Linked DNA regions of Sus scrofa: regions 2 and 3 are each linked to region 1. The links are chromatin contacts, called in public Hi-C and HiChIP or PLAC-seq maps. All regions are on one chromosome and are shown on one strand. Each heading gives the region's core, a stretch centred on a gene start, on an enhancer-like site or on the middle of the called end of the contact. The rest is flanking DNA. Distances are from core to core; before and after follow the strand shown.

What was found. A called contact is a pair of places that touch in the nucleus more often than the background predicts. HiChIP or PLAC-seq counts read pairs in DNA pulled down with a chosen protein or histone mark.
Region 2: a Hi-C map of fetal liver shows a contact between it and region 1, with 1.8 times the contacts expected there. The contact joins the enhancer-like site here to the promoter of DCPS in region 1. A contact is called at or near these places in 1 of 5 promoter capture datasets (liver), 14 of 47 Hi-C or Micro-C datasets (blood, embryonic fibroblasts, fetal heart ventricle and 7 more) and 1 of 2 datasets of contacts at active chromatin or transcription factors (skeletal muscle).
Region 3: an H3K27ac HiChIP or PLAC-seq map of alveolar macrophages shows a contact between it and region 1. The contact joins the promoter of ST3GAL4 here to the promoter of DCPS in region 1. A contact is called at or near these places in 17 of 47 Hi-C or Micro-C datasets (alveolar macrophages, blood, brain and 8 more) and 2 of 2 datasets of contacts at active chromatin or transcription factors (alveolar macrophages and skeletal muscle).

Annotation. Positions count from the first base shown.
Region 1 is chr9:53,398,236-53,402,850 of Sscrofa11.1, forward strand. It overlaps DCPS (decapping enzyme, scavenger), which reads left to right and starts at 2,552. Exons shown (of 6, transcript NM_213790.1): 1 at 2,552-2,752; 2 at 4,541-4,615. The coding sequence starts at 2,552.
Region 2 is chr9:53,502,663-53,507,277 of Sscrofa11.1, forward strand. It overlaps KIRREL3 (kin of IRRE-like protein 3), which reads right to left. Exons shown (of 17, transcript XM_021063119.1): 13 at 4,131-4,329. Among named protein-coding and RNA genes, the nearest start is that of ST3GAL4, 29 kb to the left of the region's middle. Within about 2 kb of position 2,354, at least 12 of the 83 cell types and tissues checked have an H3K27ac peak or open chromatin away from gene starts, as enhancers often do. A contact at or near this core is called in fetal liver and retroperitoneal adipose tissue, where this site is marked.
Region 3 is chr9:53,473,272-53,477,886 of Sscrofa11.1, forward strand. ST3GAL4 (ST3 beta-galactoside alpha-2,3-sialyltransferase 4) reads left to right here and starts at 2,438. Exons shown (of 10, transcript NM_213757.1): 1 at 2,438-2,593; 2 at 3,154-3,238; 3 at 3,595-3,675; 4 at 3,885-3,982; 5 at 4,173-4,233. The coding sequence starts at 2,578.

The sequences.
Region 1 (4,615 bases), core at 1,302-3,801:
ATCTGGCATTGCTGTGGCTGTGGTATAGGTTGGCAGCTGTAGCTCCGATTCAACTCCTAGCCTGTGAACCTCCATCTGCCATGGATGTAGCCCTAAGAAGTAAAAATAAATAAACAAAATAAATCAGAATACAAAATTTGACATAAAAAATTTAACTAGCACAGTGCTTTGCAACTTTGCTCTCCAATACATTCCTTCCAACCAAATTAAAAGAAAAAAAAAAAAAGGAAGGGTGGTTAGCAGAAAATATCACATCAATGATTTGCCAACAACAACAAAAAATTGTTGCCTGCCTGCCATTTCAGTAACCAGCGAATATTGCTCACCATCAAGCCATTAGCCACTGTTTTAGGCCGTGATGATGCACCCTGAGGGGGCATTCAGGATGAAGAAAAACAGGATACTGGCCCTAGATAGTTAAGGTGCATAACTAAGAAATAATTTCAATGACCTCAGACTCTTGCATCTTCCCATGTATAGAGAGGCACTAAAATCCTTAACCTGAAATGTCTGTTTTTCATGATTAGCAGTAATCTTTGGATGCTCAACTACATTTTTTTTTTTCTAACAAAACCTCCTATATATCCTGGCTCCTCTCTTACCTCTTTGGAACAGCTCCTCAGAGCCATCAGAGACTGTTTTCCAGGCTACAGTCCTCAGTAGATTCTCTGAATAAAGTATAACATGCAACTTGTAGGCTGTGTGTTTTTTTCAGTTGGCAAGTATCAGCAGAGGTGCACTCACTTCTCAGGAAGGCATGCTCAAGCACCAAGAGTTGCAGGGAAATCATAAGTAAATATTTTATACGGCAAAAAAAATTTTTAAAGAAAAGAGGGGTTCCCATTGTGGCTTAGCAGGTTAAGAACCCGACATAGTCTCCATGATGATGTGTGTTTGATCCCTGGCCTTATTCAGTCGAAGATCTGCCATTGCCACAAGCTGCAACGTAGGTTCCAGATGCGGCTCTGACCTGGTGTTGCTGTGGCTGTGGCATAGGCCAGCAGCTGTAGCTCTGACTGGACTACTAGCCTGGGAACCTCTATATGCCGTGGGTGCAGCCCCCCCAAAAATTTTTTTTTTTAATAAATAAAATAAAACCCTGAGCCATATCCTTGAATTATTTCGCAGATAATGAAATCCCCACTAGGTAGAAGTTAACTGCAAACTACATACTGATCACAACCTTGTAGACCCCAGACTGGTTGGAATCAGAGGTTGATACTGACCCCAGAAATACCATCTATCAACCAGAAGAATGTCCATTAGATGATCAGGTACCCTGCCACCTTTTCCTTCACCTTGCCTTTAAAAACACCTCCCTGAAAGCCATCAAGAAGTTCAGGTCTTTTGAGCATGAGCTGCCAGTTTTCCTTGCTTGGTCTCACTTTAAGAACCTTGCAATTGGGAGTTTCCGTTGTGGAAAAGCGGAAACGAATCCGACTAGGAACTACGAGGTTGTGGGTTCCATCCCTGGCCTCGCTCAGTGTGTTGAGAATCCAGCGTTGCCATGAGCTGTGGTGTAGGTCACAGACGCAGCTCGGATCCTGCATTGCTGTGGCTGTGCTATAGTTCCGATTGGACCCCTAGCCTCCACATGCAGCGGGTGCGACCCTAAAACGCAAAGAAACCCCAAAGACTGCAATAAACGCTGTACTTTCCCTCATCACAACCCAGTGTGGATAGATTGCAGTAAGTTGCCCAAGGAGACCCAACTTTGGTTCTGTAACATGGATACAGTGGGGCAGAAGCAAAGAGGCAGGCAATGAGTGAGACCAAGCAAGGAAAACCTGGCAGCTCATCCTTAAAAGACCTGAACTTCTTGATGGCTTTCAGGGAAGTGTTTTTAAAGGCAAGGTGAACGAGAAGGTGGCAGGGTACCTGATCATCTAATGGACAGGAAGCAGAAGCAAAGAGGCAGGCAATGGAAATGTACTTCTGGCCCTGTTCACTTACCATTCTTCTCAGCAAAAAATACTGGGATTTACAAAGAAAAGGACAACACAAAGAGGACTTTTGTAAAATGGAAACGGGTGAAAAATGGATAGGGTTTTAAGCGTTCTCTATGTTCAATCAATTGACTAAGAAAGAGATTGGCTCAACAGATTTGCTTCAGAAACATCCCTTCCACTCTAATCAATGTTGGCATAACTCTGATTAAAAAGCTGTATTCAACCCAAGTGTCAGCGCAGAGTCCAAAGGGCGTCTTGCAGCTCGGACTCGGGGGAGTAGGGGTGGGGTGGGGTGGCTGGGCTACCCTCTCCCCTGCAGCCTCTCTAGCCTTGCTGTCACCTTCTCTTTTCCCTCAGGACCAGCCTCCGCCCGGGTTGGCTAGCACGAGGAGACCAAAGGCGGGAAACTCGAATTAAGATGCTCACTCTAGACGAGTCCCAAAAAACAGCGGCCCTAGGTTTCCTACAGCCAGGAGATCGGCTGACTCCGGCGCGGAGCACGTCGGGAGTTGTAGTCACCGCCCTCCGCGGAGGTGGGGTGAGGCGGCAGAGGGGCGGGGCCGCGGCCGGGTTGGCGCAGGCGCACACTCTCCCCCGGCAATATGGCGGACACCGCTCCTCAACCCAGCAAGAGAAAGCGCGAACGAGACCCGGAGGAGGCGGAGGCACCCAGCACAGAGGAGAAGGAAGCAAGGGTTGGGAATGGTACCTCTGCTCCTGTCCGCTTACCTTTCTCCGGCTTTAGAGTGAAAAAAGTGCTAAGGGAGTCTGCGCGGGACAAAATCATTTTCCTGCACGGAAAGGTACCATTAAGCAGCGTTGGGGTGGGGATGCGGGAAGGAGTGACCCAATCGTCGCCTCGGAGGCGGATTTTTTTTTTTTTTTTTTGAGATTCTTTGGAAAATACTAATCGCATTGCCCCGGGTGGGAAGGAGGCCAAGTGCGCCAAAATGCCTGGGCAGGGGTTTGGTTCGTGGAGGAAACAAGGATACTTGTGAAATTAAGGGAATTAACACGCGTGGGGCTAATTTCCCTAATTCCTCCTCTTGTACTAAAATAAGAACCTAACACTTGCGGAGTGTATTTATTGTCGATTAAAAAGTCGCATGTTAAATTCCCCAAGCTTTCACCATTCATTTATTAAACCTGTAACGTGCTAGTTCTCTTGTGGCACAGCTGGTTAAGGATCTGGAGGTTTCACTGATGGGGCTTGGATCGCTGTTGTGGCGCAGGTTCCATCCCTGGCCCAGAACTCCACGTGCCTTGGGTGAGGGCAAACAAACAAACAAACGGGCCCCAACAAAACACACAAAAACCCTGTAAGGTGCTAGGAATCCAGTATGTTTCTGGGCAGTCTTGGTCATCCAGGCCCCAGGCAATAACATAGGCACTGTAGGAAGTATGATCTCTGCTATATACAGGACTCCCGCTCCTGGGAGCGGGGAAACAGTTTGTTGAATTGGTGATTCAATTCCACATATCATGCACAGACAGGCCAGCACTGAACTGGGTGCAACATAGAGCTGAAAGTTCCCATTCTTGATTCAATTCCACGTTTCATGCACAGACGGGCCAGCACTGAACTGGGTGCAACATAGAGCTGAAAGTTCCCATCCTTGATCTTCAGGAGTGCAGAGCATCCTTAAGCAGACAGGCACAGCTAGCTCTAATATCACGTGCTCAGCTCTCCAGCAGGGACTGAGGAGAGACTGGATACTGACCCAAGAGCTAGTAAAGAGGCAGTCCAAGGGTTCCCCAGAAGTCCTGGCAGGCGCTCTCACTTTTGGGAGGATGGGGGCAGGGAGACCCTGGGCCAGGCTTCCATGCCTCTTTCTGTGTCTCTTGTGTTTTACAAGGTTCTGTCTGTCTCAGCCCAACTTACCTTCAGTCTGCAGCACCTGCTGAAGATTTTAGCCATGGGAACCTTTGAGCTCGAAGCTAGTTGGGATACTTAAAGTCTAATTTCTATTTCACCATTTGGGCAAGTCACTTAAACTTCTCTAGACCTCATTTTCTTCAGCTGTAAAATGGGGAGAATTTTTTTGGGGGGGTGTCTTTTTTTTTTTTTTTCTTTTTTTAGGGCTGCACCCGAGGCACATAGAAGTTCCCAGGCTAGGAGTCCAGTCAGAGCTGTAGCTGCTGGCTTACGCCACAGCCACAGCAACGCCAGATTGGAGCCAAGGCTGTGACGTACACCTTAGCTCATGGCAATGCCGAATCCTTAACCCACTGAGTGAAGCCAGGGATTGAACCCATGTCTTCATGGGTACTAGTCAGGTTCGTTACCGCTGAGCCACGACAGGAACTCCAAAATGAGGAGAATTTGACAGAGGCCTTGTGAGCCCAAAAGAGAAGACAGTTGAGAAGTCTTGCATCTCTTAAAGAGCTGTGGCAAGGATCTGGGTTGATGAGATGCCTTCTCCAGGAAAAGAAACATGGGTGCCTTTGGCTAGGCTTTCTTAGAGGGAAGACTGCAGAGAAGGAAATCCAAAGTATTGAGATTGCTAAGGCCCTGAGAGCTTTTACTTTTGCTGTCCAGGTTTCAACTATGGTTCTACCCCAGGGCCCACTGATGGTGTCTCTGCCCATAGGTGAATGAGGCTTCTGGGGATGGAGATGGAGAAGATGCCATTGTGATCCTGGAGAAGACGCCATTTCAGGTGGAC
Region 2 (4,615 bases), core at 1,104-3,603, 100 kb after region 1:
CGAGCCTGGCATTTAGGCTCATCTGAGCCTTTGCTCTGGCTTCTATGTGGGAAGGAGGACCCCATAGATGCCAGGAGAGGAAAGTCCCTTTTAGAGACTCAGCTTCCTCCCTGATCCCATATTCCCAGTGTGGATGACTGGGGACTCCAGGTATCTGTCTTGGGCTGGAGGTTAGCCTCTCGTGTTTCACTGCTCTTTTCTTTTTTTCTTTCTTTTTCTTTTCTTTGTCTTTTTGTATTTTCTAGGGCTGCACCCGCTGCATATGGCGGTTCCCAGGCTAGGGGTCTAATTGGAGCTGTAGCCGCTGGCCTACGCCAGAGTCACAGTAACTTGGAATCTGAGCCGAGTCTTCGACAGCTCACAGCAACGCCGGATCCTTAACCCACTGAGCGAGGCCGGGGATCAAACCCACAACCTCATGGTTCCTAGTCGGATTCGCTAACCACTGAGCCACAAAGGGAACTCCCTGCTCTTTTCTTTAAAGAGAGGAAGAATCCCACAGACCAGCCCCTGGAGATGCTGCTGGGAAGGGGGGTGGGTTCCTCTTCCAGAAGGAGCGGGTGCCCAATGGTTGGCAGGTTGACCACCATGCTGGGACTTCCTTCCAGCCTGGAACTTGCACACTGGCCCATTCAGCACCAGCCTACTGGTGGCTGAGACCTGGGTAGAAGTGGCAGGGGATGTGATGGGGAGGAGGTGGGTGTGGCAAACACTCAGGGACTGAAAATGGGAGGCCTTTGGGCTGATCTCAATTGTTAGGAATGAGACAATGGCCTTGAGCTCAGCCAGCCCTGTGAGCTTGCTCTGACAGTGAGATGATTCTGTCTCCAGGGTTTTTTTTTGTTTTTTGTTTTTTTTTTTGGCCACTCCTGCAGCATGTGAAGTTCCTGGTCCAGGGATCAAACCCGTGCCACAGCAGTGACCATGCCAAGTCCTTAACTGCTAGGCCACCTAGGCACTCCTCTCTCCAGGTTTTAATGTTATTACAAAAGGAAAACTGCTTTGGGCATTCACTGATTTTATTCTTTTAATTAAAAAAATTTTAAATTAAAAATTTTTCATTTTTTGATTTTATTTTTGGGCTTTTTAGGGCCGCGCCCGTGGCATATGGACGTTCCGGCTAGGGGTCCAATTGGAGTCACATCTGCGACCTATGCTGTAGTTCACGGCAATGCAGGATCTTTAACCCATACTGAGCAAGGCCAGGGATCGAACCCGCACCCTCATGGATACTAGCTGGATTCTTAACCCACTGAGCTACAACGGGAACTCCTAAATTTTATTAATTTGGGTTGGATTTAGTTTCTCCTAATCGCCTAGGCAGTCTCCTTAGAAAAACTCGGGTCTTGTCTCTGCTGAGCTCAGAGCCAAAGGATGACGGTGGAAAGTTCCTTGACATCTCCGGCCCTCAGTGCCTTACTTGTGAAACCAGAGAACCAGGTAAGCGGTATCTAAAGTGCTCTCTGACTCTCGTGTTCTGTGAGGCCACATTTCCTCAAGTGGTTAACAGCTGGGGTGGGGGTGGGGGTGCCGTCTTATCTGGAGAACTGTCCTGAGTGGATGGATGGGGGCAGGGGAAGAGGGTCCCGTGGGGGTGGGGGACCCAAGGGTGCCATTCCCTCTGCAGCCTACCTGTGTGTGTTCCCTCCCTGCCTGGGTCACCTGTGCAGGCTGCCCCTCTCAGGACAGAGCTCCCCTTAGATGTTCTTGGAGAGGGACTGGATGGAGGGGCCACACTTTGGCTCAGCCTCCCTTCCATCTGAGGAGGTGGGCTGGGCACGAGGCATCTCAGCCACCAAGGAAGGTGTCAGGGAGCTCAGATGAGTGTACAGACGCAGGAGAGATGCAGAGAGAGAGCAATACCAGCTCAGTGCCAGGAGGGGCCCTGAGAGGTGGCAGGGAGAATGCAGCAGGAGTTGATACAGTGTGGCCTCTGGGAGCTTCCCCGGCCGGAACTGGTGCTCTTAAAGGAGCCGTCTGCCTGTGGGGCCCATCCAGAGCTTGCTGACAGAACTGACCACCCCTAGCACCTTCTGGGCCAGTGGGGTGCGAGAACTAGGGCAAAGGACGCCACACCTTCCGCACGGCCTTTGTCAACCCTGTGGGGTCTGGCTTGCCATGTCCTGATTCTCTGTTCTGGGTTTCTGCCTGGACGGTGGGGGCGGTCGTCTCCTGCGGAGTCCTAAGAACAACTCAACCCAGGGAGCCCAGTGTCCCCTCGGCTACCGGGTGCCTGCCCAGTGGCCTCAGCCTAGTAGCGAGATGACAATTCTGTGAGGAACACAGGAGTGGGGAAGGAGTCAGCCAGCGGAAAGCGTGGGGTTAGCATGGATTATGCAGGCCACAGCAGGGCTGGGGGGCCCTGGTGTCCCCGGAAGCGATGGCCAAGCGGTGGTGATGTCGAGAGGCCAGAGGAGTCAGGCGGGCGAGCTGACTCCAGGGGGCGGAGCCAGGACTTCAGAAGGGGAGGGGTGGGAGGGAAGAGGGGGAGGAGCAAGAGCTGGTGTCCTGGGCAGCGACAGAGGAGACAGGTCTCTGGGGTCCCTAGACCCATGCTGCCTGGGGACCCTCCCCCTGCTGCTCTGACTGCGCTACACCCTCAAGATGGGGGGAGGGCAGAGAAGTTAGTGGCCTGCACCGGCCTCCCTCCCCCCACTGCGGGCTCCCTCCCCCACTAGCCCAGCGGTCCCTTCCCCCATCCCAGGGAGTTCTCATGTCTCCTTCGTACCTGCTTCCAGCCCGGCTCCCGACTTCATTTCCGAACCTGTTTGGAAATAAAGCAAGCGTCCACAGCCAGGGCCTGGCTGGCCGGGGCGGGGTGGGACTTGGGGGTCGGCCACCTGGAGGGTCTGATGTTGGGGACCCTCTCCTGCATCGCGAGTCCGGGACACCCCTCAGATCCAGGCTAGCCGAACTGAACGTGGAGTTCGTTCAGGCTGACTTGGGGACTCCATCCAGAGGGGTGGGACCAGAGAGAGAGGTGGAGGCGGGGGTGAGAACACTAACGGGAAGGCAGAGGAGTCGGGGAGCTGAGGGGAAGACACGGAGGGTAAGCAACAGGGGGCCGTGAGGGTTGGGATGATGTGTGGATGATATGCAAATTATGTGCAAAGCATTATGCAAAGCAGCACCTATCAGGGAAGAGGTGTTGGGTAGCGATGGGTGACCCCCAGGGTAGCACTGAGGCCCCAGGGGCCCAGTTGAGACCATCTGCTTGGCCCAGAATCTCTTCCAGGGCCTGTCGGCCTGTGGGTGGGCCTTCATCTTGGAGGGAGTCAGAGACTGCCAGGGCCAAGGCCCCCTGGACCGTCCGGTCTGCCCTGGACTAACTTCATCTGCATCCTGTCTCAGGACCCAGCGTGCGGATGGATATTTGTCGAACCGTGCCGCTGTGCTTTTCTGAGGCTGAGACCTTGGAGCAGAGACTAGTCCTCAGCATCTTCCTTTCTAGGCACTGGGCAGTCTCACATGGAGTCACAGAGGGGTGAGCCTCCCTGCCCCCTAGCCTCCCCCTCCACTCCCCCCACCGCAACAGCCCAGCAGCTCTGAGCCCTTTTGTCCAGTGCTGCCCTTCTGGCTGGCATCTCCCTCGGAGCACAGGGGTCCATGCATCTCCTGTGTCCCGGGGAAACAGCATCTCCACCGTCCCCCAACACACACACCGGGCAGGGATTGGACAGCCCTATGCTTAGCATGGGCACCCTTGGGTTTGGGGCAACTGAACTGACTTGTCCTAAAGGGCTGGGCCAGGTTCCCCAAGACACCCATTCTGGTGCATGCACCCCGTGGGATACCCCCGAAGGGCCCTGGGGAACGTGGGGTGACTCATCCTGGCCATTAGCTGGGCTTCCTCTGTGGTTGCCTGAGGCACCACCACCCGAGCAGCTTCCTGGTCTGGCCAAGGGCAGATGCTCTTGCCGACCGCCGGAGGCTTCATGGCAGGTGAGGAAGCATCTTTCCCCCCCCGCCCCCCCCCCACGCCGCCGCCACCGCCTCCCCCCATGTCCCCCGCCTGCCTGTACACGTAGGCACGCTCTGTCCCCTCAGGACCCTGGAGGGCCTTGCCTGGGGCCCGGCCTTTGGCCAGGAGAGGCCATGGTCCGCATCCCTGGCGGTTCTGGTAGCCCCACCTTGCTCTTTGAGTCGGATGATCTCCGTGTCGGAGCCGAAGCTGTTCCAGGCGGTGCAGTTGTAGATGGTCTGGAAGTCCGCTCGCACGATGTTGCTGATGGTCAGCGTGGAGATGACACCCTCCTCGGTGCTGACTGTCTCCACCGTGTAGCGCCCTGACGTCCCCGACTCCAGCACATTCTCCTTCCAGGACCAGGCCTGTCCGGGTGTGCAGGATTAGGACACCCCGCCAGAGCCCACCCCGTCGGGACCCCTGTACCGCCTCCCAGCCTCAGGGCAGACCTTGCCCTGCTCCCATCCCTCTCAATGCCACACTCACAACACGTGTGCACACAGCACAGCACACACAAACACACATCCCATCCAGGTACCCCCTGCCCCCCAGCACGACCACACCCATAGGCACAGAGGTTGGGCCACCTCAAAGGCTATTTCCGTCGACAAGGGGGCCTGATGTGGCTCTGACCTAGAGCATTTTCCAGGC
Region 3 (4,615 bases), core at 1,188-3,687, 75 kb after region 1:
GTCTGCAAATGCTTCAGTGTCTCAGGCGCGCCTTGTGCAGCCTGTGCCATAACCACAGATGGGAGCACGATGACTAAATCCTGATAGGAGAGGAGGGTGGGGAGCACGGAGGGTGGGAGAGGATGCATGTGAGCGCCGGAGGGATCTGCTTTGGAGTCTTGCAGCTCAAAGCGTGGTCTCCGCCGGGCAGCAGGGCACCACTGGGAGCTGGTTAGAATGCGGGCCCACCCCACCCGCTGAGTCAGAATGTGCACATCAGAGTCCGCAGGGCCTGTTTTCGCCATTATCTGGACCAGTGGTTCTCAGCCTTGGTTCGGTTGGAATTGCCCAGGGTGCTTGAACACATTCCAGCGCCGGGCCAGACCAGCTAAGTCAGAATTCTCAGGTACGGGACCCAGATGCTGCAATTCTCCTCTTCAGCCAAGGTCAAGAACAAGTGCTTTAAGCTTGAGGGTGCATGTGAATCATCGGGGGATGGTATTCAAATGCAGGTTCTAATTTGTGCATCTGGGGTGGGGGATGCTAAGAGGCCACATTTCTAAGAATGTCCCTGGTGAGGCCCGGGCTGCTGATGCGATACATCGTTTTGAGTCATAAGCATTTCTTAGGCCAACTTCCCAGTTTTACCGCCCAAAGGAACTGACAGTCAGAAAGGGGAAAATGACTTTCTCGAGACACCCCAACATGCCTTTCAGTCAGTACTTGCCGAACACTGGCTGTGGTGTCAGGCAGTGCGCTGGGTGCTGGGGCTACAGCTGGGAATAAGGAAGACCTGATTCCTCCCCTTATGTTCAGTGGGGGAGACAGAAAGCAAGTGAGTAAGTAGCTGTGCTCGTTAGAGATCAGGATCCCGTGGAGGGGAATGATGTGGCTGTTGCCGAGGGGAGGTCAGGAAGGTGGCCCACTCTGGGTGATAGGTCTTGACTTTCATCCAGGTCTTCTGGTGACAAATCTGGAACGTTTCTTTACTGGCCAGGGCCATCCTCCACCCACCCTGGGATTCAGAGATGAGTCTCCTGGCCCTGCTGAGAAGATCTCACTCCAGTCCCCAGCCCTCTACCCTCCCCCAACCTGGCTTTCTCGTCCCCTCAAGACTTTCATCCGTGGGTGTTTGTGACTCAGGGTGGAGCCTGGGGAAGGCCCCTGGGAGCAGAGTGTTGACTCTGTAATGGGACAGGATTCAGGCTAATCTATTTCTGATCTGTAACAGAAGCTGGACATTGTCCAGATGTGGTTCCCACCCTGGAAAAATAATTTGAGATGTTTCATTTATCCCCAAGCGAGCACAAACCCTAGTGCTTCCTTCTGTTTTCTGAGCCATCAAAAGAGTCACGTGGGCTGCTTGCGAAAATACCCGGCCCAGGTCTCCCCCCTGGCTGGCTGAAGCAATCACAGGCCAGGGCCCTGCAACCTGTATTTTTAGTCCGTGCTCAAGGGATTCCTACGATCCAGATCACTGGGGAACTGGGAAGGGATAGAAGAAACTGGCGCTGTCTTGTGCCTCTTTGTGTGGCCTTGGGAGCTGCAGAAATTTCTCCCTGGGTGACTGAGACACATGGCCCTTGGCTGGATTTGTGATCGTGGGGACCTCTCTGTTTCTGTGCCTGTAGCAGCTCCTCCCCTCCCACAGCCCTGTCCTTACTAGGGGGGTTTTGTGCATCCTCTCCATCTCCCCCTGGAGGTCTGGCTCCTTGTCTAGGATGGGGAAGTAAAAACTGGAGACAGAAAAGGAGAGGAGGTGGAAGGAGCTCCAGTCAGAGCTTCCGGGGGCCAACATCCCAGGCAGCCCCTGCCACCACTCAGGGCATGTAGGTCCCAAGGCTGACCTCTCCTCTTTTTGACCCATCAGACCTTCCCCATTCCCCTGCTCCCATCCAAACAGCCTGCCCACAGTGAGTTTCCCCCATGCACCTGGGCGTGAGGGCTTGGACACTATTTGCATGCAGCCAGAGTCTACAAGGGCTGGAGGAGGCCTCATGGAGCATCTGGGTCCCACCCTGGCCCTGGAGTCTGGCCTGAGCAGACCTATATGGGTGGAGTCGTGAGAGGTTGATGATAGAGAGCTGGGCGGCTGCCAGAACCTAGGGAAGGCCTTGGATAGGAGAGAACAGTTAACTGCAGTTTGTCCAGTGTGAATCACCCTTTTAGACAGCTAGCTGAACGTCCATGGAGAAAATGGGCGGAGATGTGTCTGTCTCCCAGAGCTGGCCCTTCTTAGGTCAGAACGAGGGAGAGGACAGGGAGGGGAAGCTGGAGGAGGCTGGTCTGGCATGGGACCGAATCCATGAGGGGTGGGACTTGGTTTCCCTTTTCTGGGATGTGGGACCCACCTGGACCCCTGCCTCAGAGGAGCGAGGGGGATGTCTGGGGTGTTGAGAGCCGCTCTCCCAATGGTCGCCCTGGGGAGCAGCTTTGTGCTTCCTGGGGGCCAGAAGAGGCAGGCTGTGGGTGTGCCCTGCTGCAGTGTCTGGGGAGAGTGTGTGTGGAGCTGACCAGGCACCTATGACTCCAACCTCCTAGGTGGCCCGAGGCAGCCGGGATGACAGCTCTCCCCAGGAACCCTGCTACTTGAGAAACATGATCAGCAAGTGCCGTGAGTGTTCTCCAAGCCCTCCCCCACCCTGAGGGATGTGCCCCTCAGAGACAGCCATCCTGGGACCCCCTCTGGGTTGTGGAGGGACAGGCAGGGAGCTGGGGTTCCCCTCTTCATCCCAAAGGACAGCAGAAACACCCAGGTCCAAGCCCCAGGCTGGAGCAATGAGGCCAGGCGAGGGCCTGCTTCTTCTTTTTTTTTTAAATGCCTTTTAGGACCACACCCAAGGCATATGGAGGTTCCCAGGCTAGGGGTCTAATCAGAGCTACAGCCGTCAGCTTACGTCACAGCCACAGCAAAGCGGAATCCGAGCCTCGTCTGCAACCTACACCACAGCTCATGGCAATGCCGGAACTTTAACCCACTGAGTGAGGCTAAGGATCAAACCCGCAACCTCACGGTTCCTAATCAGATTCGTTTCCGCTGCACCAGGATGGGAACTCCGAGAGGGCCTGCTTTGAGTTGGGGCTGCAGGGCCTGGAGGTAGGAGGAGGAGAAGGTGGCCTGGGGCTGTACCTGCCTGTTTCTGACTCCAGCTCTTCTGTGCATGTGCCCTGCAGGCTGGAAGCTCCTAGCCATGTTGGCTTTCGTCCTGGTGGTCATGGTATGGTACTCCATCTCCCGAGAAGACAGATACATTGAGCTGTGAGTCCTTCAGCGGGGTTCTTGGGAACGGGGCTCAGGGATGGAGCATCTTTGGGCGGGGACCTGGTGGGTGGGGCAGAGGGCCTGACCTCTTCCTTACATGACTAGCATACAGTCCTTCCGTGAGGGTTGTTGGTGGGTTTGGGGGGTAGGCTCTGGGATGCCTCCCTAGGCCCCTCACCCCGGTGTTCAGGGGAAAGAAGAGCTGGATTCGCAGTGGTTTTGGTTTCAGAGTGGCTCTCCAGGGCCCTGGGACCTCCACGTCCTGGGTGGAGGTGGGGGCTGCCTGGGATGCTGGCCCTCTGGCCAGGGAGGTCTGACTGGAGCGCCTGCCTCCTCTCCTTTTCTGTCTCCAGTTTTTATTTTCCCATCCTAGAGAAGAAGGAGCCATGCCTCCAGGGGGAGGCGGAGAGGAAGGTCTCCAAGCTCTTTGGCAAGTAAGTGTGTGAGGATGGCGTGAGGGAGGGGGGAGCTGCATGCTGGCTAGACAGAGGGAACTGTGCTGGTGGATGGGGGTCAGGTGAAGCCCATGAGGGATCGGGAGGCCTTGGATGTGTGTACAGAGTATTAGTCAGTGGTCTGAGCCTGTTTCTGGCATCAAGGTTAATCCCTTTCTCACCCCTACCCTGCCTTCACCTCGGTGCAGCTACTCCCAAGAACAGCCCATCTTCCTGCAACTTAAGGATTACTTCTGGGTCAAGACGCCATCTGCTTACGAGCTGCCCTACGGGACCAAGGGGAGTGGTAAGTACCCGCCTGGTGGGAGGCAACAGTGGGCTCATCTTGGCCACACTGCTTCCTGTTCCTGGCCGTCCTCAATCCCGGTGCCCAGGCACTCAGCCAGGCTCAGACGCAGGGGCTGGGGTAGGGAGAGTCGGCAGCCTTTGAAGAGCTAGCTGTTGTCATCAGCCCTTCCGATCGGGTTCTTTCGTAGAAGACCTGCTTCTCCGGGTGCTGGCCATCACCAGCTATTCCATTCCAGAGAGCATCCAGAGGTAAGGAGACACTCCTTCCTGCACGAGTGTGAAACAGTCGTGGTCCAGCACCTCCCAGCGAGCCTTCGTGTCTCCAGGGGAGGCAGGTATGCCAGCTGAGCCTGGGCATCTGGCTGCCGGAGCGGGCAGAGGCTGCTGAGGGTATTGCTGTAGTAACAGGCAGGCCTGGGCAGCAGTCAGGGGCTCCGAAATGGGATTTCTTCTTGGTACTTCCCAGGCGTGTTCCTTCCTCTCCTCCTCTCCCTCCTGTGCGCTGCTTAGTTTCCTCTCCCTTGAAAGCCCAGGGCTACAGTGTCAGCCTGACCAAAAGCAGCATTCCTTAGAGATGCCTGGTCCATGAGGACCAGGGGCTGAGGGGACGTGGGAAGGGATCCTGAGCTGG